2 separate regions of the Mus musculus genome follow, and region 2 is linked to region 1. A link is a contact called in public promoter capture Hi-C data. All regions are on one chromosome and are shown on one strand. The core of a region is the stretch at or near the end of the contact, and the rest is flanking DNA. Distances in the headings are between cores, read along the strand shown. Region 1 holds the start of 4933440N22Rik. Region 2 holds the start of Lag3 (lymphocyte-activation gene 3).

The links. Promoter capture Hi-C pulls out the DNA fragments that hold promoters and counts their contacts.
Region 2: a contact with region 1 is called in a promoter capture Hi-C map of cranial neural crest. The contact joins the promoter of Lag3 here to the promoter of 4933440N22Rik in region 1.

What each region holds. Positions count from the first base shown.
Region 1 is chr6:117,903,117-117,909,972 of GRCm38.p6, reverse strand. 4933440N22Rik reads left to right here and starts at 1,768. Exons shown (of 2, transcript XM_017321877.1): 1 at 1,768-1,869; 2 at 2,132-4,167. The coding sequence starts at 1,768. The coding sequence ends at 2,863. Hnrnpf (heterogeneous nuclear ribonucleoprotein F) reads right to left here and starts at 3,191. Exons shown (of 4, transcript NM_133834.2): 1 at 3,134-3,191.
Region 2 is chr6:124,906,527-124,913,113 of GRCm38.p6, reverse strand. It overlaps Lag3 (lymphocyte-activation gene 3), which reads left to right and starts at 1,409. Exons shown (of 8, transcript NM_008479.2): 1 at 1,409-1,820; 2 at 2,203-2,350; 3 at 2,718-3,010; 4 at 3,625-3,888; 5 at 4,462-4,737. The coding sequence starts at 1,763.

The DNA of each region.
Region 1 (6,856 bases), core at 519-3,018:
CAACCTGGTCTACAGAGTGAGTTCTAAGACAGCCAAGGCTACACAGACAAACCCCGTTTCAGAACATCAGAGGGGAAAAAATTTAGACCCTAGGAGTAGTGGTATACACCCTTTAGTCCCAGCACTCAAGAAATAGCAGAAGGTTCTGAGTTTAAAGCCAGCCGGATCTAAAGAACTAGCCACAGGTCAGCCAGAGCTACAACATAGAGACCCTGTCTCAAAAGCAAAATAAATAAAATTTTTAAGAGAAAGGGATGATAGGCACCTGCTGAAATCCTGGTGACCCCAGTTTTATCCCAGAAGACACAGTAGCAAAGTGGGCCAAAAGCTGTTCTCTGACCTCTCCATGTTACTGGTATCATCTGCCCACAACCATTCACTTGTGGGTTACACAGAGAACTGAAATTTTTTTGGTAAGCAAATGGTCAGTAGTTTTATTTCGGCATTTACTAAAGTCTTAAATATAATCACATATAAAACAAACATTTCAGAGTTCCAGGACAGCCAGGGCTACAAAGAGAACCCTGTCTTGAAAATCCAAAAAGAACAAAATAACCCCCCCCCCAAACAAAACCAAACATCTCAAAAGTACAAAATACAGCCAGGCGTGGTAGTGTACACCTTTAATCCCAGCAATTGGGAGGCAGAGGTGGGCGGATTTCTGACTTCCAGGCCAGCCTGATCTAGAAAGTGAGTTCCAGGACAGCCACAGCCAGGGCTATACAGAGAAACCGTGTCTCGAAAAACAAAAGAAAGCTGTTACACACACACACACCCCCTTGTATTAGCTGTGCTTCGTGATACATGCCTTTAATGCCAGCAATTCACAGCACTATGGAAGCAAAAGTAGGTGTGTTGCTTGAGTTTGAAGCCAGCCTTATCTAAATATACAGTAATTTTGCGCCAAGGCGTAATATAATAGTTAGACCCTACCTCAAGAAACAAGTAATCACTTTTGCATTTACTTTTAGATCCAGTGTGCCCAGGCCTTCCTTCAAATCAAACCATGAATCTTTTTTAAAAATTACTACAAAAACGGGCATAATACAGACAGAATGGGGCTGACAAAGCGTGCCTAAAGCCTGCCATGCCCAGTAACTACTAATGGGGTGTGGTCGAGTTAGTACTCCAATCTAGAGGTGGAGCTGAGTGATCTGGAATTCAAGGTCATCCTCTGTGGCTACATAATGATTTGTAACTTAAAAAAAAAAAAAAAGGCTGGTAAGACTAATGGCAACACGAGGGAGATAAGAAAAGCAGAAAGTTCAAAATTTAAGTCAGGATTTGGTCTGTAAGACTGTTCTCAACTGAGATCTACCTCCGAGCGCTGAGCGCAAAAGCATGCATAGCCACCCGGCGTACTCAAAAGTACTTCGACATTGTTCAATGGGCTAACGCACTTTTTGCCAGACCTTAGCTACCTGCGCTCAGTCTGAATACACAGATGGAAGAACTGAACCACGTTTTGACCTCCACTCCGCAGCACGAAGGGAAGAAAGACTTAAGTATTAACTATTTCCAGATATCGTCTGTCTTGTTCAACTAGAAGAATTAAATATTTAAACCACCCCCTGGACAGAGCGATAGATCATTGTGACAGGGACCCTCAATTCAATCCCAAGGACCCAGTGCTGGAAAAATCCATTTCTTCACCTTATCCCCTCACCTCCACGCACAAATAAACATTAAAGGAAACCGACTAAAATAAGCCCAAAAGTTCCGTAAACAAAACTGCCCAGGTTCAGGAGACCGATCCCGCACAGCCACATGGCGGCCACCCGCGCTCGCTCGCCCGCTTACTCCGCAGCCCGACTTGCAGGTAGGAAAGAGGCCCATTTGTTTGTTCCCGGACTGGCAGGGGCAGAAAAGGTCGCTGGGTGGGAGTCTTAGGGCACATGGGGCTGCCTCTCCGATCCCGCCGGGTCGGGAAGGCTCCGGAGAGCACGCGCCGAGGGAAGGCCGAGCGGGCCCACCTCAACTTTTCCCAGACACGTGAGGCTCCACAAACACAGCACAAAAGTGCTCGTAACTGCGGCTAAGGCCGACTAACCCACCTAGGCAAAGACTCCGCACCCCACACGCTAACACGATACCTCTGGGGGACGGGACCGGCGCAGACCGGTGCTCCTAGCTCCCGGGCCGCCACGAGGAGGAAGCGAGGCGCTCGGCTTCGCTCGGGCCGGGCGTGGGCGGTGGGCGGAGCCGTCCCGCCCAGTCTTGTGAAACTCCGGGCGCCTCGGGCCACGTGAGCGCCCGCTCGTCTTTCTCCAAACTACAACCACCGCCCGGGCCTGCCGGGGGGCCGCTGACAGAGCGTAAGCCGCGGTGGGTGAGAAGCGCTCCACCCTCACCCCCCCCCCCAATATCCCGCCGAGGAAGCCGCGCCTGCGGGCGGGGTGGGGGGGCGGCTCTGAGGAAAGCCGCGCTTTCTCCGGGCGGGCGTGGGCCGCGGCTGCGGTCTCCCAGGCCCTCCGCACACCTCAGCCCAGAGGCCCGGCCCTACCGACCGGACTCCAGCCCTCAGTCCCCGCTCCCCCGACCGCACACCTCGGCCACGCGGCCCAATCCCCGTCGAAAATGCGCTGAACTTCGGCTCCCGACCCCAAACCCCGGCCACGCGGTCCCCAGCTCCGTGGGCAGCCTCCGCACGGCTATGGCTGTGCGGCGGCCACCTCGGCCCCGTTCCTTCCGAGTCCGGATCCCACGCCCGCCATCCAACGCCCGCCGGGCCCAGGCGCCAGCACACCCCGCCGGCGGCCCTCACCTCCGGCTTCTCGGCTCCACGCTCCCACTCACATCCGGACCTCGCCGGCCCTCAGAGCACCTAGAGGAGGGTGGAACCCCGGGGACTTGGCAGTTGTAGCTGAGGCAGTTGAGGCTTGTTTACTGTCACCATGGAAACCCCCACAGGCGCGCTCGCGGGACGGCCTCAGCGGGGCGAGTCAACCGCGCGGCCGGCCTGCTCCTCAACTCCCGCCTGCCGAGCGCCAGCGGCGCCTCCGGAAGCCCTCCTGATCCCCGGTCCGCTCCCCGCTCGGCCCACGCCCCGAGCACCCGGAAACAGTAGCCCGGGGAGCCCACTTTCCCTTCCCACAGCCGGCGTGACCGCGGGCTGGCCTTCCCCGAACCCCACCTTCAGGAAGACGAGGCGCAGTCCTCCTTCCACGACGGAGCCGGAAGGATGCAAGACGGTGATGGGGCGGAGCCTCAGGCAGCGGACATCCGGGCACAGGGCAGCCGCGGCGCCATTCTGACGAGCCCAGAACGGAGCCTAGGATTGGCCGGGGGAGGGAGAGGGGCGGGACTAGAGAGCTGTGGACCCGCCTCTGAGTCCCGGAGAGGACAGTGACGGCGCAGGCGCAAACATTGCGGGGGGGGGGTAGCAGGGGGAGGGGGCGGGCAAACGAGGGGGGGGGGGGAGACAGCAAGGTGGAGGGGGTTGTCCATAAAGAGACCTGTGGGCTGGTGAGTCGGTGGACGCTGAATTCTGCACGCGTGTCTCCGCATCCCGAAAAGTGATCCCAAAGGAATCAATGACCGCATGCGTGCGGAAAACTAGAATGGTGTCTTATGTAAAAGAAAGACCGCCTAAGGGCATCTCAGGCAGTCCGGAGGGATTTGTCTGAAGTTTCTAACTCTCAGCACTATGTGAACGCTGGGACAGATTTTCTTGATGTGTAATAATTTGGGAGGATTCTCTGCGAGATGTCGAGATACAAGCTAAAGTGAAGATTATTTTTGAAGCTTCCAGAGCCGCCTAGGCGGGCGTAGGAACACGAGCTGGTTCCTACGAACTCCATTTCTGCATGGAGGCGGCCGAGGCTACAATGCATGGTCGCGAGCTGCTGTCTATATAAACACTGGAGAAATTACAAGGCCGTTCAGAATAATCTCTGGTTATAAGTGAACTACAGTGATGAAGGAAACGTTTATAAAACAACACACCAGACTAACTCCAGAAAAAGGAAAGAAAACTTTGAGAGGAAAACCTGTCCAAGAAGAAAAATAGAAGTCAAATGATAGAAAACAGATGCTACAAAAGTTAGATAAGTATTCGTGAGCACTAAACCCAGAGCCTTGTAGTTGGCAAATTACATCCCCCACCTCTGATGTTTGTTTGTTTGTTTGCCCAGGGAGTGGGGCATTAAAATTGTTAAGTTCGTGCGAGTTATCACCACACTTTCAACTGAAGTCAGAGGACAATCCTGAGTGTTCTCTCCTTCCACCATGTGGGGTCCTGATCAAACTCAAGGTTGAAAGGCCTGTGCAGCAAGTTCTGCTGAGACCTCTCACCCTGCTCCTTGGGTGGTTTTATTTATTTTTAAAGTTCCTTACTATTGCCAGAGAAAGGTGCAAGTGACTTCTAACCTTGAAGAAGCCAGAGAGCAACTTTTCACAAGTATTTTCATTTCCCTTAGGTGAGTTCCAGGGGTCAAATTGAAGTTCCCAGATTTTTACAGCCAGAGGTTTCACTTTTGAGCTCCCTCTGTCTGACTGCAACCCAGGCTGGCTTCCAACTCTTGTTTTGTTTTGTATTGTTTCTTTTGGTTCCCCACACCCCCACCCTAAGACATGGTATCTCTGTTGTAAAGCTGGCTGTCCTGGAACTCACTATGGCTCCAATTCAGAGATCCACCGGCCCCTGCCTCCTGAGGCATAAAGTGAGAGATTAAAGGTGTGCCCAGCCACAACTGGTATTATTATTATTACTATTATTATTATTATTTTAGAAAAATAAAATGCAGAGAGGAATTGTCAAGGAAAAGAGTTACAATCTGTCCTGTTCCCTTACATTTAAATTGACACTTTAAATTTAAAGTTTTCAGATTCAGCAGATAGAGTGGCACAATACTTTAATCGCAGCACTCCTGAGGCAGAAGCAGGCAGATCTTTGTAAATTCTAGGCCAGTCTAGTCTACAGTGATCGTTCCAGGCCAGACAGTGCTACAAAGCTCTTTTACAGTCTCAAAAATAAAGAACTGAAGTGACCTTTCATCCTAGCACTGGAGAGGCAGAGGCAGGCAGATTTCTGAGTTCGAGGCCAGCCTGGTCTACAGAGTGAGTTCCAGGACAGCCGGGGCTACAGAGAAACCCTGTCTCGAAAAACTAAAAAATAAAAATAAAAAAAGCATAACAAATAAATGAATGTAAAATAAAAAGCAAAGTTTGAACATAGCAGGGTAAATGAGGGCAAGGGAGGTCACAGTTTTAGGTCCAGGTTATTCATATAGTTCAGGGGGTAAAGGCATTCACCACACAACTCTGGTGACTGGTGGCGTTTCATCCCCAGAATCCACATTTTAAAAAAGCCAGACGTGGTAATTCACATTTATATGCTGAGTCAAGATGGGAAGTGAAGAAGATTGGCCTGGAAGGTCAGTGGCCTGGACCATGCATCATGCCAAAAACGAGGGACCCTGCCTCCAAAAGGTGGAAGGAGAAAACCAACCCCCCAAAGTTAGCTTCCTGTACACACACACACACACACACACACACACACACACACACACGATAGACACATCACAATAGGTAATAAAATTTCAGGATCAGAAAGCTAACAAAATTGTTCTCTGTTTACATAAATTTCTCCAGAATACTGCTCCCTGTTATAGATTTCATAGTTTGAGCATGGCTGCATGTCGCCTTGACCCAGTTTTTATGCCCTAGCTAGATGCCAGTCTGCTCCTCTTGTTGCCACTGATGAATTCCATGAAGCCCCAGCCAGCTCCCTGATCAGGGCTCCTATACTATCCCGACTTGGATGAGAGCTGAGGACCAGACAACTAGAGAGCCACAAAGCCTCCAGGATTTACTCAGATGGCTAATCTTCAAGCTATACCCTGCTTAACCCCCATCCCCTCACCCCACCCCTGGAACAGCAGTGGAAATGTGTGCCCAGCGCTCCCCTTGCTCCTTCAGCCTCTTTTTTTTGAAATAGCATCTTGACTGTGTACCCAGGCAGGCCTTGGCCTAGACATCTTCCTGCCTTCTGAGTGCTGGGATTGTACATGTGTGCTACCATGCCTGGCTTCCCCTGGACCTCGTGAATTATCCAAGTAGCCCTGCACCAGGGTGCTGTGCTCACACCATATAACCAAGGACATTAGTCTCCTTCCCTGAATACCTGATTGTGTTATATGTCGTCGCAGTTACTCTGGTCCAACAAGCCCTGGTCCCGAAATGGGAAATTCTAGAGATAACTCGTTTTGTCTTGTGCCTTTTTCTGAGTAGCAGTGACATCTCAAGTCATCCTCCTTCCCACTCTGGCCCTCAACCATCCCTTTGTTCAGCATATTAGAATGCTGTACATTCTAACTTCCTATTAGTACAGTACAGTCAGATATGTTAAGCTAGATGTGGTGATTCACACTTGTAATCCCCAATACTCGGGACAAAAAGGATTGCTGCAAGTTCAAGGCTAGTTAGTGTTGGTCTATATAGGGAGTGTCAGGCCAACCTGGGTTACAAAGAGAAACCCAGTCAAAAAAACAAAAACAAAAAAACAAAAACAAAAACAAAGGACTGGAGAGATTTCTCTGCGGCTAAGAATACCTGCTGTTCAAAAAATAAAAAATAAAAAATAAATAAAAAGGCCAGGTGTGGTGGTGCACGCCTTTAATCCCAGCACTTGGGAGGCAGAGGCAGGGGAATGTCTGAGTTCAAGGCCAGCCTGGTCTACAGAGTGAGTTCCAGGACAGCCAGGGCTACACAGAGAAACCCTGTCTCGAACCAACCCCCCCCACCCCAAATACCTGCTGTTCTTCAAGAGTACCAGAGTTTGACTTCTAGCACCCAGGTCTGTTGGCTCACAACTGCCTGCGATGCCAGCTGATAGGGTAGAAGGTTGGTTAGGTGA
Region 2 (6,587 bases), core at 160-2,659, 7.0 Mb before region 1:
AAAGCCACCTGCCTCTGCCTAGTAAGTACTGGGATTAAAGGTCTTTTTCCCTTTTTATTTTAAGTTTCATTTTGTTGGCATAGCATCTACTTTGTAGCCAGGGATGACCCTGAACTCATGGGCCCAAGCAAGCCAGCTTCAATTCACCCCACCTTCCAAAATCTTGACTTACACATGCCACTGTTGCTGACACCTTGGTCTCTCTTGAGTTTTCCTTGCTATAAGATTCCTGCATTATTCCATCTCCATAGACCCTTGCCTTCATTTTTTTCTTAAAGTACAGAATCTTGGGGAGGAGGGAGGTTTTGAAGACAGGAAAACATCCTATTGTCAGGGCTGGAAAGGCCGTTCTGCAGTTATGAGTGCTTGTTGCCTTTCAAGAAGACCTAGGTTTGATGTCGAGCATCCAGATGGGGCGGCTCCCAAAACACCTGTAACTCCAGTTCCAAGGAATCTGACACCCTCTTCAGGCCTCTGAGCATTCACACAGGGTGGGGAATTTATGTATACAGACACATAAATAAAAGTAGACATCTAAAACAAGTTTCCCAGCCGAATGTGGTAGGTGGTGCATGCCTTTAATCCCAGCACTCAGGAGGCAGAGGCAGGCGCATTTCTGAGTTCAAGGCCAGCCTGGTCTACAAAGTGAGTTTCAAGACAGCCGGAATACACAGAGAAACCCTGTCTCGAACTCCCCCCCCCCCCCACACACACACATAAAACCAAGTTTCTCAGTGTCATCTTCCTAGAAGATGAAAGGCCATCCCATAATGCAAGTAGGGTTAAGGACTAGACAGCTTTTGCCTTCATGCTTCCTAATGTTGGCAAGTTATTTAATGCCTGTGAGCCTCAAGTCCCGAAATCTGTACAAAAAGGGGCGCGCATCAAGTTTCACAAGTTGCTTTACGGAAAATGTATAATACAGTTATATGTAGCATAGAATGAAGGTTAACACCGTGTGGCTACTATACTTTTCCACTGAGCCCTTACCCAGATCTGGTAACTTGTGGTATGGTGACACTTCTTGAGTACCTGTCCAAGAGATGCTGAAAGGCTAGGCAGGCAGACTGTAGGACAGTGGCTTTTTTTTTTTTTTTTTTCAGTGTTAATGGGAAAGAGCAAGTCAAGAAGAAACTGTGGGGACAGTAGAGGAAGCTTAAAGATACAGCTGTAGTTCTAGGCAGAAATGCTTGGCAGAGAGAGAGAGAGAGAGAGAGAGAGAGAGAGAGAGAGAGAGAGAGAGAGGAGACAGAGGGGGAAGAGGTGAAGAGGGGGCGGTAGGGAGACCCGAGTCTGAGGAAGTAAACAAGGGGAGTGCCACCACCGAGAGGAGGGCTCGGCTGCTGGGAATCAGCCCCCTCACACTTTCCACTGCGAAGCGAAACCCCGCGCCTTGGTCTGGGGGGGCGGGCAGTGGGGAGGAGAAGCAGAAGGACTGGGTCTGGAGGAGCAGCTCAAGTTCTAGCTAGCTGCAGTGGGTTTGCCTGCACTCTGCTCTGGGTCCCAGCCCGGGCCTCTGATCATTATCCATCCTGCTGTCTCCAGTCCCCACTCCTGGGGCGTCCTCTTCACCCTACATTCTTTCCCTCCGCCTCACCTCCTCCTTGTAGAACTTCTCTCTCTCTCTCTCTCTCTCTCTCTCTCTCTCTCTCTCTCTCTCTGTGTGTGTGTGTGTGTCTGTCTGTCTGTCTGTCTCTCTCTCCTCCCAGGACCTTTTTCTAACCTCCCTTGGAGGGCTGGGGAGGCCCGGGCCATAGAGGAGATGAGGGAGGACCTGCTCCTTGGCTTTTTGCTTCTGGGACTGCTTTGGGAAGCTCCAGGTAAGGTGGAGAGTCCAGCAGGGACCTCTATGGCTGTCTCTTTAGCTGTGGTGATATTCCAATGCTTTTGTTGAGGGGAGGGGTGTGTGTGTGTGTGTGTGTGTGTGTTTTGAGACAGGGTTTCTTTGTGTTGCCCTGGCTGTCCTGGGACTGGCTCTGATGACCAGGCTGGCCTTGAATTTATAGTGATCCACTTGCCTCTGCCTCCCCAGTGCTGGGATTAGAGGCGTGCACCATCACTTTGTATAAGGGCAGATCCCAAAGCTGCCTCAGCCTCCCTTCAACAGGGAGGCATGATGTTTCTTTCTTAGGAAAGCCAGGGCATTTCTCTATTCTCCAATCTCTTGGCTCAATGCCCTTGGCCTCTCTTTTGTTCCACTAGTTGTGTCTTCAGGGCCTGGGAAAGAGCTCCCCGTGGTGTGGGCCCAGGAGGGAGCTCCCGTCCATCTTCCCTGCAGCCTCAAATCCCCCAACCTGGATCCTAACTTTCTACGAAGAGGAGGGGTTATCTGGCAACATCAACCAGACAGGTATGAACTCCAAAGTTGAACAACAGAACCTCCCAATCCTGTCCTAATGGATAAAACCCTGTCCAAGCCAGTTTTGTCCTCTTTGTGAGCCCCTCTAAAGCCAGTAGCTCAGTGTCCTCTAAAACCACACAGCCTTCCTGTGGATTGCTCCCCACACACCGGCATCCTGTAGTGCCCCACCTCTCCAGTAGCAGATAGTGCTGAAGACCAACGGAAGTGGGGACAGGGGTAGTTATGGGGGAGAGGGGAGGCTGCTGACGGTCAAGAGGTCTCTTAGGCAGGTTAACTTTATCCTCAAAGCATGCTTGAGTGCATCTTCTTCGTGGCCTTATCAAATTTCTCAATCCTATTCTCTCTCCCCAACCAGTGGCCAACCCACTCCCATCCCGGCCCTTGACCTTCACCAGGGGATGCCCTCGCCTAGACAACCCGCACCCGGTCGCTACACGGTGCTGAGCGTGGCTCCAGGAGGCCTGCGCAGCGGGAGGCAGCCCCTGCATCCCCACGTGCAGCTGGAGGAGCGCGGCCTCCAGCGCGGGGACTTCTCTCTGTGGTTGCGCCCAGCTCTGCGCACCGATGCGGGCGAGTACCACGCCACCGTGCGCCTCCCGAACCGCGCCCTCTCCTGCAGTCTCCGCCTGCGCGTCGGCCAGGCCTCGAGTAGGTGGGGCCGGACAAAGGGAGAGAGAGGGCCTGGGAAGCAGATCCCTGCTTCCCCCGGGGCAGGGAGAGCAATGGCTAGGGGTTGTGATTTAGACCCTGTCTGAGGACCTCCAGAAGTGTAGAAGAAGGGATGGCCCCCTGATGGCAGGATGGAAAGGCAGGTTGGAAAGTGCCCCCTGAAACGCTCGCCTTTAGGCGGGGATGAGGGGGCTATGGAGAAATTGTATCACCCCACCCCCTTCCAACTCCCTTTCCCCCACCTACTGCGGGAGTGCCATCCCTTGTAGAGGTAGAGATGGGGAAGCACCTCTTCTTTGGGGGGCTAGAGTGATTCATCTAAGATATCTGTAGCTCGTCCTTAGGCCAGGTCTGCCCAAAGCCAAGTAAAGTAGAGGCAGGAGGCCGTGGAAAAGAGTCCCGGGTCTCTTGGAGATCCACCCATAAACATCCCCAGGTTTCAAGAACTGACTTGGAATGAGCGGGTGTGTGGAGAATCTGAAAGCAATGCCCCATTTCTATGAGTTTTTCAGCTTGGTTTGGCCGGCTGCGTTGAGAAAGCATTTCCATCTATTGGACTGATTTTTTTTTTTTTTTTTTTAACTTTTGCACAGTGATTGCTAGTCCCTCAGGAGTCCTCAAGCTGTCTGATTGGGTCCTTTTGAACTGCTCCTTCAGCCGTCCTGACCGCCCAGTCTCTGTGCACTGGTTCCAGGGCCAGAACCGAGTGCCTGTCTACAACTCACCGCGTCATTTTTTAGCTGAAACTTTCCTGTTACTGCCCCAAGTCAGCCCCCTGGACTCTGGGACCTGGGGCTGTGTCCTCACCTACAGAGATGGCTTCAATGTCTCCATCACGTACAACCTCAAGGTTCTGGGTAACTCTTCTAAGCAGCCTTGACCACAACCTTCCTGCTCACCACCTCTCCTGACTCATGCATGGACCCCCAAAACTTTCTCAGCTGCGTGTGGTCTCACTCCACATCACTTTGTTTCAGTGTCCAAACCATTTTCTCTCTGGGCATCTTTTAGCTGCTGTCTCTCTTACTTTTATTTATTTATTTGTGTGTTTATTTATTTATTTTCATTTTAGCGTGCGTTGGTGTTTTGCCTGCATAGATGTCTGTGTCAGGGTATTGGATTCCCTGGAACTTGACCTACAGACAGTCATGAGATACCATATGGGTGCTGGGAATTGAACCCAGCTCCTCTGGAAGGACAGCCAGTGTTCTAATCTGCCATCTCTCACTGTTTATCCCTTGGCTGTTCAGCCTCCTGAGCCTTTGGTCTCTTGCTGCCTCAGTTTCCCTAGTTTCTCTGCTTTGCTCTGTTTCTTTCTGTGTTACAGCCAAATGCCTCCTTCCCCCTTCTGCCTTACTTCCTTGATGTCTCCACCCTCTGGCCCACTGCTTACCCTTGGTAACGGCTTGGCTTTTCCTTCTTCTCTCCAGGTCTGGAGCCCGTAGCCCCTCTGACAGTGTACGCTGCTGAAGGTTCTAGGGTGGAGCTGCCCTGTCATTTGCCCCCAGGAGTGGGGACCCCTTCTTTGCTCATTGCCAAGTGGACTCCTCCTGGAGGAGGTCCTGAGCTCCCCGTGGCTGGAAAGAGTGGCAATTTTACCCTTCACCTTGAGGCTGTGGGTCTGGCACAGGCTGGGACCTACACCTGTAGCATCCATCTGCAGGGACAGCAGCTCAATGCCACTGTCACGTTGGCGGTCATCACAGGTCAGCCACAGGTGGGAATGGAATAGTTTCCATCTCAGGGAGAAAGAACAGGGTGGGAGTGTTGGCTGTCAGAGAGGGGTGTGTGCATTCGTGCGTGTGCGTGTGCCTGTGCGTGTGTGCGTGTGTGTGTGCGCGCGCGCATGACCAGTATATGTTCCTCAGCATGTATTTGAGGTCACTGGACAACTCTGTGGAGTTAGTTCTCTCTACCCACCTTTCTCTGGGTTCTAGGGTTTGCACAGAAAGCACCTTTTCTCCTTTAGCTTAGGATGGCCTTGAACTCCTGATTCTGCTGCTTACAAGGCCCAAGTGCTGGGACTAGAGACATGTACTACTGTGCCTGTCAAATTATGAGCTGTTTTTTTTTTTTCACCCCTGTGATAAAACAAAACAAAAAACAAAACTGAAACTGAAAATCTCCCCTTGAGTCACAAAATAAACGTTCCACTCTTCTCTGAGGGACTCCCCTACTCTGAATTGCCAGGATGTCCAAGAAGGTAGAAACAGAGATGATAAAAATTTGAAAGAAAAATTTGAATGGTTAAAAGAATGAGGCATATATTTTTGAACCCTTGTCTGCTTTTGGCCTAGGGCTCTGTTAAAATTGTGGGAGTTGACCTGGGTTTCGAAGGAGCTGATAAATCCGTCCCTTGTCAGTATTTAGTGAATAAGGTTTTTGTTTTTGTTTTATTTTAAGGCAAAATAAAACAAATAGAGGCAAAACCAAAACCAAACCAAAACAACCCCAAATCAGAAAGTATGTGTTCATTGATTGGCAGCTGTCAGCTGTGACAGATCAGCTACATCTATGGTTATTTATTTTCGGCTATTAAGCAGCACCACGTGATAGCCGCTTAGCAATTTATATTGGAGCCAGGCGAGGCTGGACACTGATGAAATCCTAGCACTTTGTAGGAGGACCAGGAACTCAAGGCTAGCCCCAATGTACATGGAAAGTTCAAGGCCAGCCTGGGCTACATGAGCTCTGTCTTAAAACAAACAGACACTGAATACATGAATGAGTAAATGACCTAACACATACTGGTAACCCTGAATCCCACACACATTTTCTATAACTTTATCTTGATATTATGTTGACTCAACCCTTCAGCTTCACAGGGAACCCCATCTTTTTAAGTCACCCCTTTGCCGACTTAGTCTATTAGCAACGCCATTGGAATCCCACTCCTCCCAAACCCCCCCTTTGCCACATTCAACAGTCACCAAAGCCCACCCATAAAGGCAGCCCTTAATGTTTTCTAGTGCTCTAGCGCACTTCTGCTTTCGAGGCAGAGGCAGGCGGATTTCTGAGTTCGAGACCAGCCTGGTTTACAGAGTGAGTTCAGGACAGCCAGGGCTACACAGAGAATCCCTCCCTGTCCTCCCCCCACCCTCCACCCAAGTGGGGGGGGGGGGAAAAGAGAGAGAAAGAAAAAAAAATCAGCTGTGCTCAGGGGGAGAGAGACTGACATCTGTGCTTTACAGAGAAGGAGTATTCAAGGTCACACCACTGCCAAATGCTAGAGTCATGGTCTAAACTTGAAAGTTGGATATCTGTGTTACTAAAGTCCCCCCCCCCCCCCGCCCTGCTCCTACCATCCTTTCTCTAGTCAACTTGGAACATATTCTGCCTGGGGATCAATCAGTTGCTTACTTGTTCTGTAAACATTCAAGAAGCCGCCGTAACCTTCATCCAGAGGCACCATGAAGCTGGGGTCACTGGGGGGTGCACTGGTGTGAGAGAAGTGATGGGGGCCTGGGATGTCATTGGGAGTACCGGGTGCTGATTCATCTGACTAAGCCCTGAGAGTCTGAGCAGTTTAGAAGAGAATAATTCTTGTGAGTTATGT